3 separate regions of the Mus musculus genome follow, and regions 1 and 3 are each linked to region 2. A link is a contact called in public Hi-C and promoter capture Hi-C data. All regions are on one chromosome and are shown on one strand. Each heading gives the region's core, a stretch centred on a gene start, on an enhancer-like site or on the middle of the called end of the contact. The rest is flanking DNA. Distances are from core to core; before and after follow the strand shown.

What was found. Promoter capture Hi-C pulls out the DNA fragments that hold promoters and counts their contacts. Hi-C and Micro-C count contacts between places; a contact is called where the count stands out from the background.
Region 1: a contact with region 2 is called in a promoter capture Hi-C map of pre-B cells, with 5 times the contacts expected there. The contact joins two enhancer-like sites. A contact is called at or near these places in 1 of 39 promoter capture datasets (pre-B cells) and 1 of 115 datasets of contacts at active chromatin or transcription factors (large pre-B cells).
Region 3: a contact with region 2 is called in a Hi-C map of bone marrow-derived macrophages, with 11 read pairs. The contact joins two enhancer-like sites. A contact is called at or near these places in 1 of 39 promoter capture datasets (embryonic stem cells) and 1 of 484 Hi-C or Micro-C datasets (bone marrow-derived macrophages).

Annotation. Positions count from the first base shown.
Region 1 is chr17:65,722,708-65,725,773 of GRCm38.p6, reverse strand. The region is part of intron 1 of Rab31 (RAB31, member RAS oncogene family); the gene reads left to right. Among named protein-coding and RNA genes, the nearest start is that of Rab31, 49 kb to the left of the region's middle. Within about 2 kb of position 1,308, at least 152 of the 459 cell types and tissues checked have an H3K27ac peak or open chromatin away from gene starts, as enhancers often do. A contact at or near this core is called in pre-B cells, where this site is marked.
Region 2 is chr17:64,752,902-64,755,708 of GRCm38.p6, reverse strand. It overlaps Man2a1 (mannosidase 2, alpha 1), which reads right to left. Exons shown (of 22, transcript NM_008549.2): 22 at 599-2,807. Among named protein-coding and RNA genes, the nearest start is that of Dreh, 13 kb to the left of the region's middle. Within about 2 kb of position 1,433, at least 140 of the 459 cell types and tissues checked have an H3K27ac peak or open chromatin away from gene starts, as enhancers often do. A contact at or near this core is called in bone marrow-derived macrophages and pre-B cells, where this site is marked.
Region 3 is chr17:63,893,988-63,896,754 of GRCm38.p6, reverse strand. Fer (fer (fms/fps related) protein kinase) reads right to left here. Exons shown (of 19, transcript NM_001037997.3): 2 at 472-737. The coding sequence starts at 678. Among named protein-coding and RNA genes, the nearest start is that of Fer, 31 kb to the right of the region's middle. Within about 2 kb of position 1,399, at least 9 of the 459 cell types and tissues checked have an H3K27ac peak or open chromatin away from gene starts, as enhancers often do. A contact at or near this core is called in bone marrow-derived macrophages, where this site is marked.

The DNA of each region.
Region 1 (3,066 bases), core at 59-2,558, 970 kb before region 2:
TTTTTTTCTTTTTCTTTCTTTTTTTTTTTTTTTTTTTACTTTTTGTTTGATGGTTTTGTTTCTGTGTCCTCGTTTTGAAGCAGGGTTTCTCATTGTAACAGCCCTGGCTGTCCAGGAATTGCATTGTATACCAAACCTTTGTTGTGCCAGCGAACACAGGAGCCAAGCTGAGGCAACTCACAGCAGGGTCTTTATTCTGTTTGAGCTAGCTCGCCCCCCCACCCCCACCCCAAGGTCACGCAAGACAGTTTTGGTGGTGGGGAAGCCTGAAACGTCTATTAGGGCAAGGCAAGCATCTAATTGGAGAGCTACCGTGGCCTTTAACATAATTGGCTGGTGCTGTGAGTCATATCATAAACTTAACTTGTGGGGTCGGGCATGGTGGCGCATGTCTTTAATCCCAGCACTTGGGAGGCAGAGGCAGGTGAATTTCTGAGTTCAAGGCCAGCCTGGTCTACAGAGTGAGTTCCAGGACAGCCAGGGCTACAGAGAGAAACCTTGTCTCCAAAACACCAAAAAACCAAAACCAAAAAAAAAACCAAACCAAAAAAACCCTTAACTTTTGCTCCCCTCTGCATTGGTGGTCTTTAGGCAAGGTGTGGGCTTGTGACCTGGGGTGCAGGTCTGTTGGGGGAATAACCTGGAGACACTGGTCTTGTTGAGGGTATAGCCTGGAAACGCTGGTTTTGTTGGGGATTAGCCTAGAGACTAGAGCTAGGCTAATTTTTTTGTTGTTGTTGTGGAGTAGCAACTTGTTCAAATTTAGGTCAGGTTCTCTAAATGAAGTCTGAACTTGAGAGATTTGGCATCTCACCTTGAACTCACAGAGATCTGCTTGTATCTGTGCCCCCTGCCCCTTCCCCGTGCCTCCCCTCCCCCGTGCTGGAATTAAAGGCCAGCAAACTACGAGCATTTTCTAATTGGCTCATAGTTTTAGGGTACGGAGTTGGACGAGCCCAGGTGTTACCTAAAAACATGTGAGGGAGGAGGGGAGGAAGGGGAGGAGAAGAGAGGGGAGGAGGAGGGGAGGAGGAGGAGGAGGAGGAGGAGGAGGAGGGGAGGAGGAGGAGGAGGAGGAGGAGGAGGAGAAGAAGGAGAGAAAATTAATTAATTAAAAAAAAATTAAAGACTCCATTCACTGCCACCACTGCCTTTGGCCTGCACTTTTCTGGCCCGGGTCCTCACCACCCCCACCAGTGACAGCTCATTTGTCCCTCCTCAGCTGCTTTAAGCCCTTCCTTCAACCATGCCACCCTCAGGGGAATGGAAACTACACAGCTGCTCTGCCCCGCTCTGCCCTGCTCTGCCCTGCCCAGGAAGGCACCGGAAACGCCCTGTGCTGCAAGGGTTCCTCCAGGAAGCAACTGTGTCCTAGAAGTTGCTGGGCGGGCCGAGTGGCAGCCTCACCCTGGCTGGACCCACGCCCCGTTCTTCTACTTTACATCATGGTCCGTGGTTTAAGAGTCCTTTCTCAGGCATCTTCCATCTGTTTCTTCATTCTTCGCTCGCTCTAGCCATAAGCATCTCCGAAACCCTGCTTTCTCTGTACTGACCGTAGGCTGGACCCCACCGGTATCGGTTATCAGCTACCTCCCTGGTTTGCAAACTCCATTAGAGGGAGGTGGTAGGCTACCTTTCCTGGCCTGCAGGGTTCCCAGACACAGTAGGGAGGGTCTGAACACTCAGAGGTGCCCACCCACGTCCAACCCCAGCACGCAGGGCTCTGAAGCAGATGCTCCACCTGGCTCTCCTCCCTCACATGTTTTTAGGTCACACCCAGGATCATCCCTATTCTTTACCCCAAAAGTGCTGCTTGGAGAGAGCTGCCCTTAGTTCTCTTGGCTGGAGAACTATGTACTTCCTTGTACTTCTTTATTCTTTGGACTCTCTGCCGGGCTCTCAGGGTGTTGTGGTGGCTCCGCCCCTGCCATGCACCAGCCATGACAGATGTTACATCCTCTCAATTGACATGCTCACCTGGGGCGCATGCATGGGGGCGTGGCGGAGAGCTCCACCCTAAGTCCATTCCACAGATCAGCTGAGCAGAGCCGGCCTGAAGGCCAGCCCTTGAAATACCCTTCATGGTGAAAGCGCTAAGCTGTTTTACGATTATTAACTCCAGTCCTTGCCTTCTGCAGATGGCTCAAGTGAAACGCCAGCTTTTTTGGTGAGCTAGAGAAGCAAGATGATCATCTGTCAGAGGGCAACTTGGGGGAGTTCTCTTCTATCAAGAGTGTCCTGGGGATTGAACTCAGTTCATCCATCATTCTTCATGTACCCGTTTTCTAAGCCAGTTTCTCAGCCACTTGATTAGAATCTTTCAAAAAAAAATTGTATGGATATTTTGTCCAAATGTATTTTCCGTGCATCATGTTTACGCAATTGCCTGTAGAGACCAGAAGAGGATATTAAGTCCCAGATGTCCAGTGGAACTGGGATCACAGATGTTTGTGGGCTGTTGCGTTGTGGTGCTTGGAACTGAACCTGGGTCTTCTGCAAGAGCAGCAAGCATTCTTAACTACTGAGCCATCTTGTCAGCCTAAAACTTTGTTTTTGTTTTTTTGTTTTTGTTTTTAATCACACCTTTAGGGGTTGGGAATGTAACTCAGTTGGTAGTAGAGTGGGTGAAGTGCATGAAGCTCTCTCTCTGGGTTTGATCCCTAGTGATATGTAAGCCAGGCTTGGTGGTACATCACTGCAGTCCTGGCACTTGAGATGTGGAGGTATGATCAGTTCGAGATTATCCTAATCCATAGGAAGCTTGAGGCTAGCTTGCGCTAGGGATACTCTCATAATAAATAGATAAATAAATAAAGTCACATAGGAGAACCATACACAACTCTTAAGTATCTGGGTCACTCAGCTTTTTGTTTCTATGGAAACCTCCCTGGGACAAAGCAGGAGTGGTTTATTTTGTCTCATAGTTTCAAAGGGTCAGTCCATCGTTGGCCAAAAGCTCTGGGGTTTTTAGCTTGAGCACACAATGCAATTTAATTGGGTATCTCTGCCTGTGGGTTCCCCACCCACCTGCCCAGAGGGGGCTCCAGCTATTTCTGCCTAGGCTTA
Region 2 (2,807 bases), core at 184-2,683:
GGAAATGGTTTTTTTGGTTTTTGTTTTTTTGTTTTTTGTTGTTGTTGTTTTGTACATTTTACTGCATGCCACCAGAAATAAATCAAAGTTTTCCAGTTAGCACATCACCTGTGGAGCCTCAGGATAGTATTCTTTGCCCTCAGCCAATGGCGCTTTCTGAAGGTGCTCCTCAGCCATGGCTGCTGTGCATTCACCCGGGCAGGGCAGTAGCAGCATCGGAAACTCTCTCTTCCTTCGGCCTTATTTTCTGGATCTATTTACAAGGGCCTTCTTAGCTCTGTGTGCTGATTTACCTTCATATCCTGTTCTGCCCTGTTCTTTCCATATCTAGAATCTGACCAAAGTGTTCCTTTAATCTATCACACACAGATGTGAACTCACTAATATTCATCTACCACCTGTTCACAGAACACACCCTCATCCTGTCCCCCCCCCCCCCACCCTTTTAACTAGGGCTGGGCTGAAGAGAGCTGATTTTGTCACAGCAGAACCAAGAACAGCCACCTGGCCCCTCGGCTGCTTTGCTCTACTTCTTTGTTATAAAAGTGTTAATAGATCTGTTTGAAAGTAGGATTAAGAATTACTCCAGAAGACAATGCACAGGATAAGATTATATTTTATTAGAGATCTTATATTACATATTCCCAAAAAGTTATAAAAATCTTCCAAGAGAAAAATATCAAAACCTGTTGATTTCAATGAGCAAAATAATCACAATGAAAGTAAACATTTTCTTCTAGACAAAGGACTGTGAAAACACTTCAGCACGAGTACAGCAAAGACACGGGATGATAATTACAATGTCTTCTAACATCATACAGCATTTTCTTAAATCAATTTTTTTTTTTAGAATGCTGATATTTGAACCATGCACCTCTAAACAAAATTAAAATTTCAGAGAGTGGGGAGAGAGTAGCGAGACAGTCTTGGTCCACTGAGCATCTGTGATAACAGATGTACCAAGCCTAACTAAACAGACCGCCCCCCCCCTCCCCCGCTGTCAGGTCTGAAGTGTGGCTGACTGCCCACGTGTGCCAGAGAAACCAGTTTCTGACCATAACCCAAAGCAAAAGACACCCTCTCTTCATTTCCCCAGTGTTGTAATGTGAAAATAACTTTAAAAAGCAGAAGCTTGCTGGTTACATAGAGTTTCTGCTTCACCTGTGAATAAGGAGCTGGTGGCCAGAACACAGAGTGGGTCCCCTGTGTCTGCTGTTTTTGTTTATTATTTATGTCAGCCACTGGTTTCATTTGGCCTCATCAGAACTTCTGTAGTGATTAAGCATAGCCACTTAACCACAGAGCACAGTGAACATCCACAGGAAGGCATACACTTAAGATACAACAAGAAAATAGATCATATTCGTGGGACTGGCGCTTGGTCGTCCTAGCTAGCGTCTGCAGAGGTTATAGGAGGAAGTGGTTTTGTTGTACTTTCAGTTGCTTATTCCCCAACAAATGAGGAAGGGAATGTACGTCACATGCTTACTGCATGAAATTATACCCTTGCAATGGTCCTGTCATTCTGGTATTTCCTTAATGATTATAGGCAAAGGATTTTAGGAACTCAACAGAACAGCGAATGTAGGAGCTGCATCTTGAGGAAGAATCCAGATGACGATCAGAATAAACAGTGAGGCAGAAATGCTTTTCTCTGTAATGTACTGGAATGGTAAGAGGTAAGTGGAGGTTTAAAGTCAAAGAATACTAAATTAGGTTAAGACACTGAGGAGAATTTTTCAAAAGTGGATATAGCCAAAGCATTCTTTCTATACCAAAATTAAATACTATTATTCTATTACAGAAACAATGATCTCAAATGACCTCAAAGGTCCCATGATGGTACATGGGCTAGACTAACACGCTGAGTTTACCACACACAAATGTTTGGAACGTGTTCTTTAGTAAGGAACATAAGATGAGCTACACACAGAGGATTTTAGAAAACAGTCTATTTTTAAAGCATTCTCTCTTTAACGCGGTTAAGTACTGTGAAATGCAAGAAGTACTTGGATCTTGTGGGTTACGAAATCCTTGCTTCAACTTGCAGTTTCCTTGGCAGCAGCATATTTTAATTAGCAATATTTTTCTCCCTTGTTTCGTTTTCTGACATCTCAGTACATTCAAATAGTCAAAATGTTTAGAGTAACATCACCACAAATGTAATGACACAGATCAGGATGTGGCCAGCATTATCAAGCAAAAAATTTTACATAATTTATGTGTCATAGAAAGTACCCACCCCCTATCCCAACCTCCCAATACCCCACCTCCCAAACAGTAATATGGACAGTAATAAGATTTAACAAGACTTATAAAAAAATAAGGCACATTTATTTTTGATATGGTAATTTAAAAATAGAAAACCCCACCTTGGAACACCTGTATTCAAATGAGCTGTATAGAAAGACACCTTGTGGTACCTAAAGTGGAACTGCTTCTTCTGTTTCAGTGACAATGGAATAAATTGCACCCATCCCATGTTGTCAAGTAATGAAAATACACCTCTTTTTCTACTGGTGAACGACTAAAATTATCACTTATTTTTTTAAATGTGTGGGTAGGAAAGGGTAGCCAAGAGGTTCATTGGAAAAGAGTATGAAAACCAACTACATTTATCATAAGGGTTGAGGGATTGCACTTTTCCACATTATTTTAACATACAAAATATTCAAATTTATATCAATGATTACAACTACTTTGGCCATTAAGCTGTTACCTACCAACTTCTGATTTTTCTTTCTATTTAAGTCAAATGGGTATTTTTTTAATAAAACATGATCAGAGATAAGAATACTTCTAGAGAA
Region 3 (2,767 bases), core at 150-2,649, 860 kb after region 2:
AGGACAATGCTTTAGTAGGGAAAGGTGGTAGCTGTGCAAGCTTGAAAACCTGGGTCCAACTCCCACTCACACAACAAAGGCAGACTTGACCGCATGTGCCTGCAATCCCGGGGCTTTGAGGCAAAATCAGGTGGATCCCAGGAGCTTGCTGCCCACACAGCCTAGCATCTAGGCTAAGCCCAAACCTAACCAAGTTCCTAACTCAGGACTGAGCTGGAAAGCTATACAAAACACCACTATGCTCCTCAGGCCTCCACATGCAGTGTTCAGGTGTGTGCACCTACATACGCCCCGATCTGTGCATACATGTGTACACCACACACAGAAAGATCCTTTAGAGGATGCGGATGAGACAGTATTAAGAGAAAATTTAAAACACTGCAAGTTGCCATGGGTATGCTCGTTCTATAATATGATGTTTGTTCAAAGGACAAATGTGACCCTATACAAAACAAGTGGGGTCATTCTTACCTTGGACACGTTGCTGACATAATTCACTTGCACAGTGCTTTCTTTATCAACTTGATTACAAAGATTCTGTAGAGTATATGCATATTCTTTATCACTCTTTATTCTCAGAGCCATAAATTTCTTCACTGTCTCCAGCAACCGTAGTTCCCAGTCTTGCAACTTTAACACAGCTTCCTGTGAGTTCTTCAGGTCACTCCCAAATCCCATTTTGTAAGATATAGCTTATCCTCCACACTGTGCACGTGAGCCTGCTAGTCAGCACATATCTGTGAACACAGACGTGAGTCAGTTAGAAGGAAGTTTATCCTCCAGTCAAAAGGATGGCCCACTGGGTTGTTGGGTTGGTTGGTTGGTTGGTTGGTTGGTTGGTTTGTTTAACTTGGAATACTGCTTTATTTCTCAAATTTGGAAGTGATTTTCTTCATTGTGAACAAACCTGAGCAGTATATAATTCATCAAAATTGTTTTTAGAGGAAATACAATGTAAAATAAAGTACATCAAATTATTTAAATCAATTCATATATTTATCTTAAATCCTGTAATTATTTTTTAATCAAATTAATATGACACCAACACATATTCCAAATGTATGTTTTTGTTGTTGAGTCACAAAATACAAATTGCATTTCAGAGTTAGGTAATAGAATTTGGGAAATTAACTGATTATGTTTCCCAGGGTCCAGCTTCGACAAGAGTCAGGGGTCATCAAGGACTAGGGATACCTGGTAGGTGAATAAGAAAACGTACAATTGACATACAATACTGACAGGCTGTTCTTTTTTGACATGGGAGCCCTTGAACTCGGAAGTCAGGGGGTTCACCTAGACTTGACTCAGCCCCAGTCTTTTATTGAAATCATACAAGGAAGTTGGAATCCCAAAGTTCACAGAGGGTGGGTAAATGCTTCTCTATTTTCCTGTGCCAACATTTTCTAATGACACAGAGTAGTACAGATTTAGAACAGAAAAAAGGGAACTATACAATCTCAAACATAAAAGTTTTATAGCAAGCACAATTTTTTTTGTATCTCCCAACCCCCAGTCTCTGGTGAGGTTGGGGACAGCAGTATTGGGGTTACAAAGTCAGTATCTCAGACATGTATGAGACAGTATGGTTTCATAAAAGGACAAACATGAGATCATACTGCTAACCCTTCAGTCTTTGGATCTGCAATCTAGATCAAACATCCAGGACCCCATCTGTCTGTCTACAAAAACAGCCTCACTTAATCCTACGGGGCTGCCACCATCATCCCTGAACCCGAGTGTTGTGGATAGCCCTGGGGCTAATTATATTTGATGTTAAATCTGTTCTCCTCCTGTGAGTGGCTGCAAAGAAGGAATGAGTCAGCACTCAGGTGATTTCCTGCTTCCTACCTTAATTTGTAAAATAAAGGAGAGCTGATGATTGGGCAGATAAAAAGGGAAGGTGGAGCAGAAGGTAGGAGAGAGAAGGAGGAGAAATGGAAGAGGATGCAGAGGAGGAAGAAAAGAGGAGCAGAAGCACATTGCCTGGAGAAACTGCAAGTTCTAAGGAGTCCGATAGATGGAGAAGATGGTAGTATAGCGGTAGATCTGCCCAATCTAGGCACACAGCATATATTAACTGTGTTGTGTTTTCATTGCTAGGGCATATTTGGAAAGAGATTTACCACAACCCCCGAGGAACCCATTGCTGACTTTCTGGGAAATATCTGTATATTATTCCAACCTCAATTTTATGATAAAACTATCCTATTTTTATTATACAGAATTGACACTAAGGCTGGGTGAACAGCTGCAGACTTACTCATCTCTGCCTGTGACTCTAGGTTACTTGTATTATTGAATGACTATAACATACATTTCTCGTGAACTCATGAACAGCCTTCACTTTAATACTATTGGTAACATCTAGCTTCTGGATATCAAGCGGGCTCCTACTATGTCTTGCCAGGTCACCAAATACCGGCTTAATCAAGGAAGGAAGAGAGAGAAAGAACAGTAAATAGATAAAAAAAAAAAAAAATGGTAAGTACTAAGAATAATTGCAGAAATGACATCATGAGGTGCTTGCACCAAAGAAGCAACCTTGGGACCTCTCTGAACTCATACTGGGGCCCACAAGAGACCATAGCCTCATGCTCTGAAACATGGTACCCCAGGCAAGTTTTTCTCCCTTGTCATCAAGGGTCCCAGGCATCTCAAGTTTAAAGTGGGGTGTCTCCAACGTATATTGACATTACAAAAAATCCAAAAGTATTAATTTGTTTAAAAGTAAACATGTTGGGGCTAGAAGAACTAGCCCAAACACCTG